2 separate regions of the Xenopus tropicalis genome follow, and region 2 is linked to region 1. A link is a contact called in public Hi-C data. All regions are on one chromosome and are shown on one strand. Each heading gives the region's core, a stretch centred on a gene start, on an enhancer-like site or on the middle of the called end of the contact. The rest is flanking DNA. Distances are from core to core; before and after follow the strand shown.

What was found. Hi-C and Micro-C count contacts between places; a contact is called where the count stands out from the background.
Region 2: a Hi-C map of tailbud embryo shows a contact between it and region 1, with 1.7 times the contacts expected there. The contact joins the promoter of rassf2 here to the enhancer-like site in region 1. A contact is called at or near these places in 4 of 5 Hi-C or Micro-C datasets (gastrula embryo, liver, neurula embryo and 1 more).

The regions. Positions count from the first base shown.
Region 1 is chr3:123,062,961-123,065,817 of UCB_Xtro_10.0, forward strand. All of the region lies in intron 1 of slc23a2 (solute carrier family 23 (ascorbic acid transporter), member 2), which reads left to right. Among named protein-coding and RNA genes, the nearest start is that of slc23a2, 14 kb to the left of the region's middle. Within about 2 kb of position 1,466, at least 2 of the 11 cell types and tissues checked have an H3K27ac peak or open chromatin away from gene starts, as enhancers often do. A contact at or near this core is called in gastrula embryo, where this site is marked.
Region 2 is chr3:123,118,285-123,121,141 of UCB_Xtro_10.0, forward strand. It overlaps rassf2 (Ras association domain family member 2), which reads left to right and starts at 1,481. Exons shown (of 12, transcript NM_001015703.1): 1 at 1,481-1,496.

The DNA.
Region 1 (2,857 bases), core at 216-2,715:
TGCACATTATGTTTTGGGCTTCTGTACCAGCCCAAGGCAATCCCAGCCCTTTAGCAGGGAAGATCTGTGCCCCCAGTAGCCCCCCATCTTCTTTTCTGCTGATTCCCTGCCCATGCTCTGTGCTGCTGTCACTTACCTGAGCTTAGGGACCCACTCGCAATATACTGTGTATATAGAATATAAATGTCACAATTTAAGCATCAGCTTAAATCAGCGTTTTTCAACCACTGTTCCGTGGCACACTAGTGTGCCGCGAGATGTTGCCTGGTGTGCCGTAGGCAGGGCACCAATGTACTAGGGGGGCACTGCTCTTGGCACCAATGTACTAGGGGGGCACTGCTGCTGGGCACCAATGTACTAGGGGGGCACTGCTCTTGGCACCAATGTACTAGGGGGCACTGCTGCTGGGCACCAATGTACTAGGGGGGCACTGCTCTTGGCACCAATGTACTAGGGGGCACTGCTGCTGGGCACCAATGTACTAGGGGGGCACTGCTCTTGGCACCAATGTACTAGGGGGCACTGCTGCTGGGCACCAATGTACTAGGGGGGCACTGCTCTTGGCACCAATGTACTAGGGGGCACTGCTGCTGGGCTCCAATGTACTAGGGGGGCACTGCTCTTGGCACCAATGTACTAGGGGGCACTGCTGCTGGGCACCAATGTACTAGGGGGGCACTGCTGCTGGGCACAGAGTTAAATTTTTTAACATTTTCTAATGGTGGTGTGCCTCGTGATTTTTTTCATGAAACAAGTGTGCCTTTGCCCAAAAAAGGTTGAAAAACACTGGCTTAAATAACAGGCTGACATAATTTTCTGCTTGATAATTTGCGACGCCCCCTAAGTTTAGCTTCTCAGCAGCTCCTCAGAGGCCACTGAGCCATATTAATTTTTAGGGTTTAGTTCTCCTTTGAGAGAAAGGTTATTCTCCTGACACCACTCTGCCAGGAGTCTGAGCTCTTCTCTGTAGGCCATTTCATCGTTATTAGTGATTAGTCCCACAATGGTCGTCAGCAAATTCAATGATGGTATTAGCTTGTGTCTGGACATACAATCATGTGTGAACAGAGAAGACAGCATCAGGCTCAAAATATTTCCTTGGTGTACCGGTATTAAGAAACAGTTTATTTAACCAACCCATGCATGCTGTGGTCTATTTGTGAGAAAATCCAGGAACCAGACCCAACAGCTTTTGAATCAATTCTGTAGGAATAATAACTGTGTTAGATGCAGAACTATAATCCGCAAATAACATCCTGTCATAACAGTCTTTATTGTCCAAATGAGCTAGAATTGTATGAAGCATATGTGAAATTGCGTCCTCAGTAGATCTGATTATGGCGGCATGCAAACTGCAGAGGAATTAAAGTTTTAACATCAATCTTTCAAAGCACTTCATTACGATAGAAGTTTGTGCTAAAAGGTGATAAAGCAGGCCGCTTTATTTGTTTTAGCAGCAGGAACAGTGATAGTATTTGTAAACCAAATAGGAACAATTAAGCTCTGCAAAGAGATGTTAAATATATCAGCATAAACAGTAGACAGTTGTTCACTGCATACCTCCTGAACTGACACTGTTAAGGTGGCCATACACACACAGATAATAGCGTACGAAACCTCGTTTCGTACGATATTTGGTGCGTGTATGGTATGTCGGCGAGTCGACCGATATCGCAGGAAGCTGCTGATATCGGCCGACTCGCCCAGTTTGAAAATTTTGATCGGGCGCCATAGAAGGCGCCTGACCAAAATCTCCCTTCAGCGCTGAATCGGCAGAAGGAGGTAGAAATCCTATTGTTTCTACCTCCTTACCTGCCGATTCAGCCCTGAATGGTGTGTGGCGGATCTGACGATGTTTCGTGCGACCGATGGTCGCACGAAACATCGTCAGATCGCCACGTGTATGGCCAGCTTTAGGGTGAAGACACACAGAGTTACTAGCAGGGCTGTGGAGTCGGTAGATAAATTTTCCGACTCCGACTCCTCAGTTTCTGATACTTCCGAATCCACGACTCCGACTCCTCTGTTTTTAATATTCTAATGTATTTTATACATCCAGGAAGGGGCAGGGGGGAAGTGGCACTTAAAACACAACTGAACTGATAATAAACTGATAGACAATTTTATCTATACTCCTACTCCTAATGATTTCCCTAGAATCCCATAGGCATGTTTAAAGTTTAAGCTAACATTACAGCTGAATTACAGCAGTTTTTCAAATGTTTTAAAGCTTCAGTCTTAAAGGGGACCTGTCACTCTAGGAAATAATTCGTTTCTTTTCTATTGTGTTTGTTAAGCAAAACTGACTTTATCAACTATATAAATCATATAAATCTTGTTAATAATCACAGCCAGCAGGCAGCTGCCATTTTGTGGGCACTGTTATTAAGGCAAGCTTTGTATCGTCCCAAAATCTTGTGTATGTGCCAGAATGGGGGGACCTGATGCCCATGCCCTTGCACTGGCTACACAATTAGACGGTGAGAAGATAGGGGGAATGTGAGTGAGTCGGAGTCGGTTCATTTTTTGCCGACTCCAACTCCAGGTACCCAAAATTGCCTTTGACTCCGACTTCACAGCCCTGGTTACTAGTAGTAGCTACTTGTTTTACTTCATTTACTGATAACTCTTTGAATGTGTGTTTCAGCAGAGGCAATTCTCAGCATTGTCTATGGCAGGGTATTTTTTGGCATTTAGTAGCTGTGATAAAGTAGCTGCTACGAGTTGCTCTGTGTGCCTTCACCCTTAAGAAAGGTTGGGAACTCCTCAGCCACGCTGAGGCAAACAGGTAGTAGCCAGGGATGCTGGGGCTGAGGGCCACGCTGAGGCAGACAGGTAGTAGCCAGGAATGCTGGGG
Region 2 (2,857 bases), core at 231-2,730, 55 kb after region 1:
CTCCCTTGCTATAAATCCTCAGTAGGATACACAGGTGTAACCAGGGAGTAACAGGCAGGTACACAGGGAGTAATTATTAGAGAATGCCGGCGCACAAATGTACAGCAGATGAGACAAGGAAGGGGGTGAGTAGATTTCAGACCTTGCCCCCAGGCCCACGTATGTGGGTACTAAGACACAGTAGCAGGGCAGGGGGTGGCACTGAGAGTGGGAATGCCCCAAGGTGCCAGTGCTACATGGCTACTTACATACATGTACATGGGGTTATGTTCTGTTCCCCTCCTACTCATTACATGCAGGCTGCATGGCTAATTACTCATAACTACACTGCTTTGTGTGAGACCATGCATGTAAGTGAATGTATAGGCAGGGTTGCCTCACCCCTTTCATACCAGCCACATGTTAAATCCACACCCAGCATGGCTAATTAGAAATGAATGTAATTGCATGCTGCAGACTAAACTGATTAATGTGTAGCCATGCAGAATACATCTGAATTAATTGCTAATTAGCCGTATAGGATGTGGATGTGCCCAGTCAGGTGGCAACCCTATAGAACTTAATCAGCCCTTTAATTGCACAGAGATATAATAACTAGAGCAGTTTGCCTACATTTCTGTTAGGGCTGTGACCCAGTGTTTTCTGTGTGTATTTATTAACTGGATGTGCCCATAGCGTTACTGCCCAGCCCTACAGTCACCCTATGGCGTTAGTGTATAACCCAATAAGCACCATGGGGTGCCTCTCCCCATAAACAGTGCCAGGCTGCTTCCATCTTGCCCCTGCGCTGACAGTCCATGCCAAGTCTAGCTCTATAACGCGGGCCCATGTATGGAGCCGAGCCCTGTATTACTCGGGGCCCATGTATGGAGCCGAGCCCTGTATTACTCGGGGCCCATGTATGGAGCCGAGCCCTGTATTACTCGGGGCCCATGTATGGAGCCGAGCCCTGTATTACTCGGGGCCCATGTATGGAGCCGAGCCCTGTATTACTCGGGGCCCATGTATGGAGCCGAGCCCTGTATTACTCGGGGCCCATGTATGGAGCCGAGCCCTGTATTACTCGGGGCCCATGTATGGAGCCGAGCCCTGTATTACTCGGGGCCCAAGCGTCAGGGCTGTTTGTGCAAGTTTCCCACGTCCCACAGAGGTTACAAAGCCTCTCCCCTCCCCAGAAACCCCCCGTTCCCCGCACAGGCATGAGGAAGAAGCCGCTCTGTCAGACAGATGCTGGGAGGGCACAACCCCCCCTCCCTGTGTGAGCATTGTCTGTGCGAGGCAGCCAATAGGGGAGTCTCTGGCCAATGGGGCTCCGGCCCCCACAGCACCGCGCACTGCTATTGGCCAGAGGGGAGAGCCAGAGAGGCACAGCTGCTCCATGCACAGCGCACACTTCCCGCTACTGATAGGCAGAAGGCTGGGAGCCTATAGCATTGGCATTAGCAGCACCCTGCAAGGATCTATACGGGCAGAGCCCTCCCTGGCACAGGGACAGGGTGAGTACATCCCGCTGCCCCTTTACTATGCATCCGCCTGCTCTTGGTATATACTGGGCTCTGTACCCCTATCTCCCTGTATTTCATTTCCCTCCAAATATGCCTATTTTTGACCATCTCTGACTCCAATTGGAATGTGCAACCTCCTGCACTTGCTTGAACTGCAACTTTCAACACACACTGAGAGCCGTGGATGCTGTTAGTCGCAGTTGCACCAACAGCTGGAGGATCGCACGTCGGAGCACCTTGCAGCCTGAAGCATAGATTGGAAGCACGTTGTGACTGCATTGTGTTCATAAGTATTTCCAAGGTGTTCCTATTATTTCTCCCCTGCTATAGGGAATGTGATGCTTGTTGTAAGAGAGAAAGCCAAGCTGTGTCCCAGGCTGTCAGTGGGATGCTGGGAGTTGTAGTACAGCCACTAACTGTGTGGGACAGGTGTGTGCAGGGACTTGAGCTTTGATGAATATTTCTCCTGCCATGTAGATCAGCCACATCCAGCAACTTACTGGTTAAGTTCATCCCAGCGAACAGTGTGTTTATTTGTCTAAATACATGGAGAAAGAAAGAAATGGAATTTGAGGAATGAATCCAAATGATTTTTACAGAAAGGAGTCACAAGACAGGAGCTTTGGAAGTGCAGTAGCATGTAGGGGTGGCTCTGAGTTAGTAAGGGACCAGAAAGATATGGGGCAGATTATCCAATGGTGCAACCAGAGCAAACAAGTGAATTGGAGACCTAGACAGGCCCCCCCACATTCAGCCACCCTAAAGTCATGATAAGTGGGACATCTGGGGAGAGAAAAGCAAATGAAACTCTGACGAACTTTTTCTGCTGTTGTTCACTTGCCCTTTAGAAATCATATGAGGATGTCAGCTCTGTGTAGCACAGGCAAGGGAGGTGTTCTGGGGTTAAAGGGAATGTATCACATTGTGTTTGTGTTTAACTGATTTTTGCCACGTCAGTGCTAATATCAAATGAAATGTAGTTACATCAAATTCCTACTTTTGTGTTGGAGGAAGATACAAATGTCACCTTAAAATTGGTTCCCCCCACCAGAGCTTTGGGCTTATAGACCTCACACTGTGGATGGGGAAAACAATAGATTTTTTTCTGAAATACTGAGATATGCCCCCTCTCAAGTGTTCTGGCCCCACAAGCAGGAGGGAGGTTGCAGCGCAGCAGCCATGTTGGGGCTAATGGGGCACAGCCATGCGCATAATAATACACTGCCCCAGGGTGCTCCTTATGCACGTGGTGTAGATAGGCTGGCACTTTGCATTTCGTACATCACAGAATATTCGTCTCAGAACCATGATATGTAAAAGTCATTGACCGAGCAATTGGGATAGGTTGATCT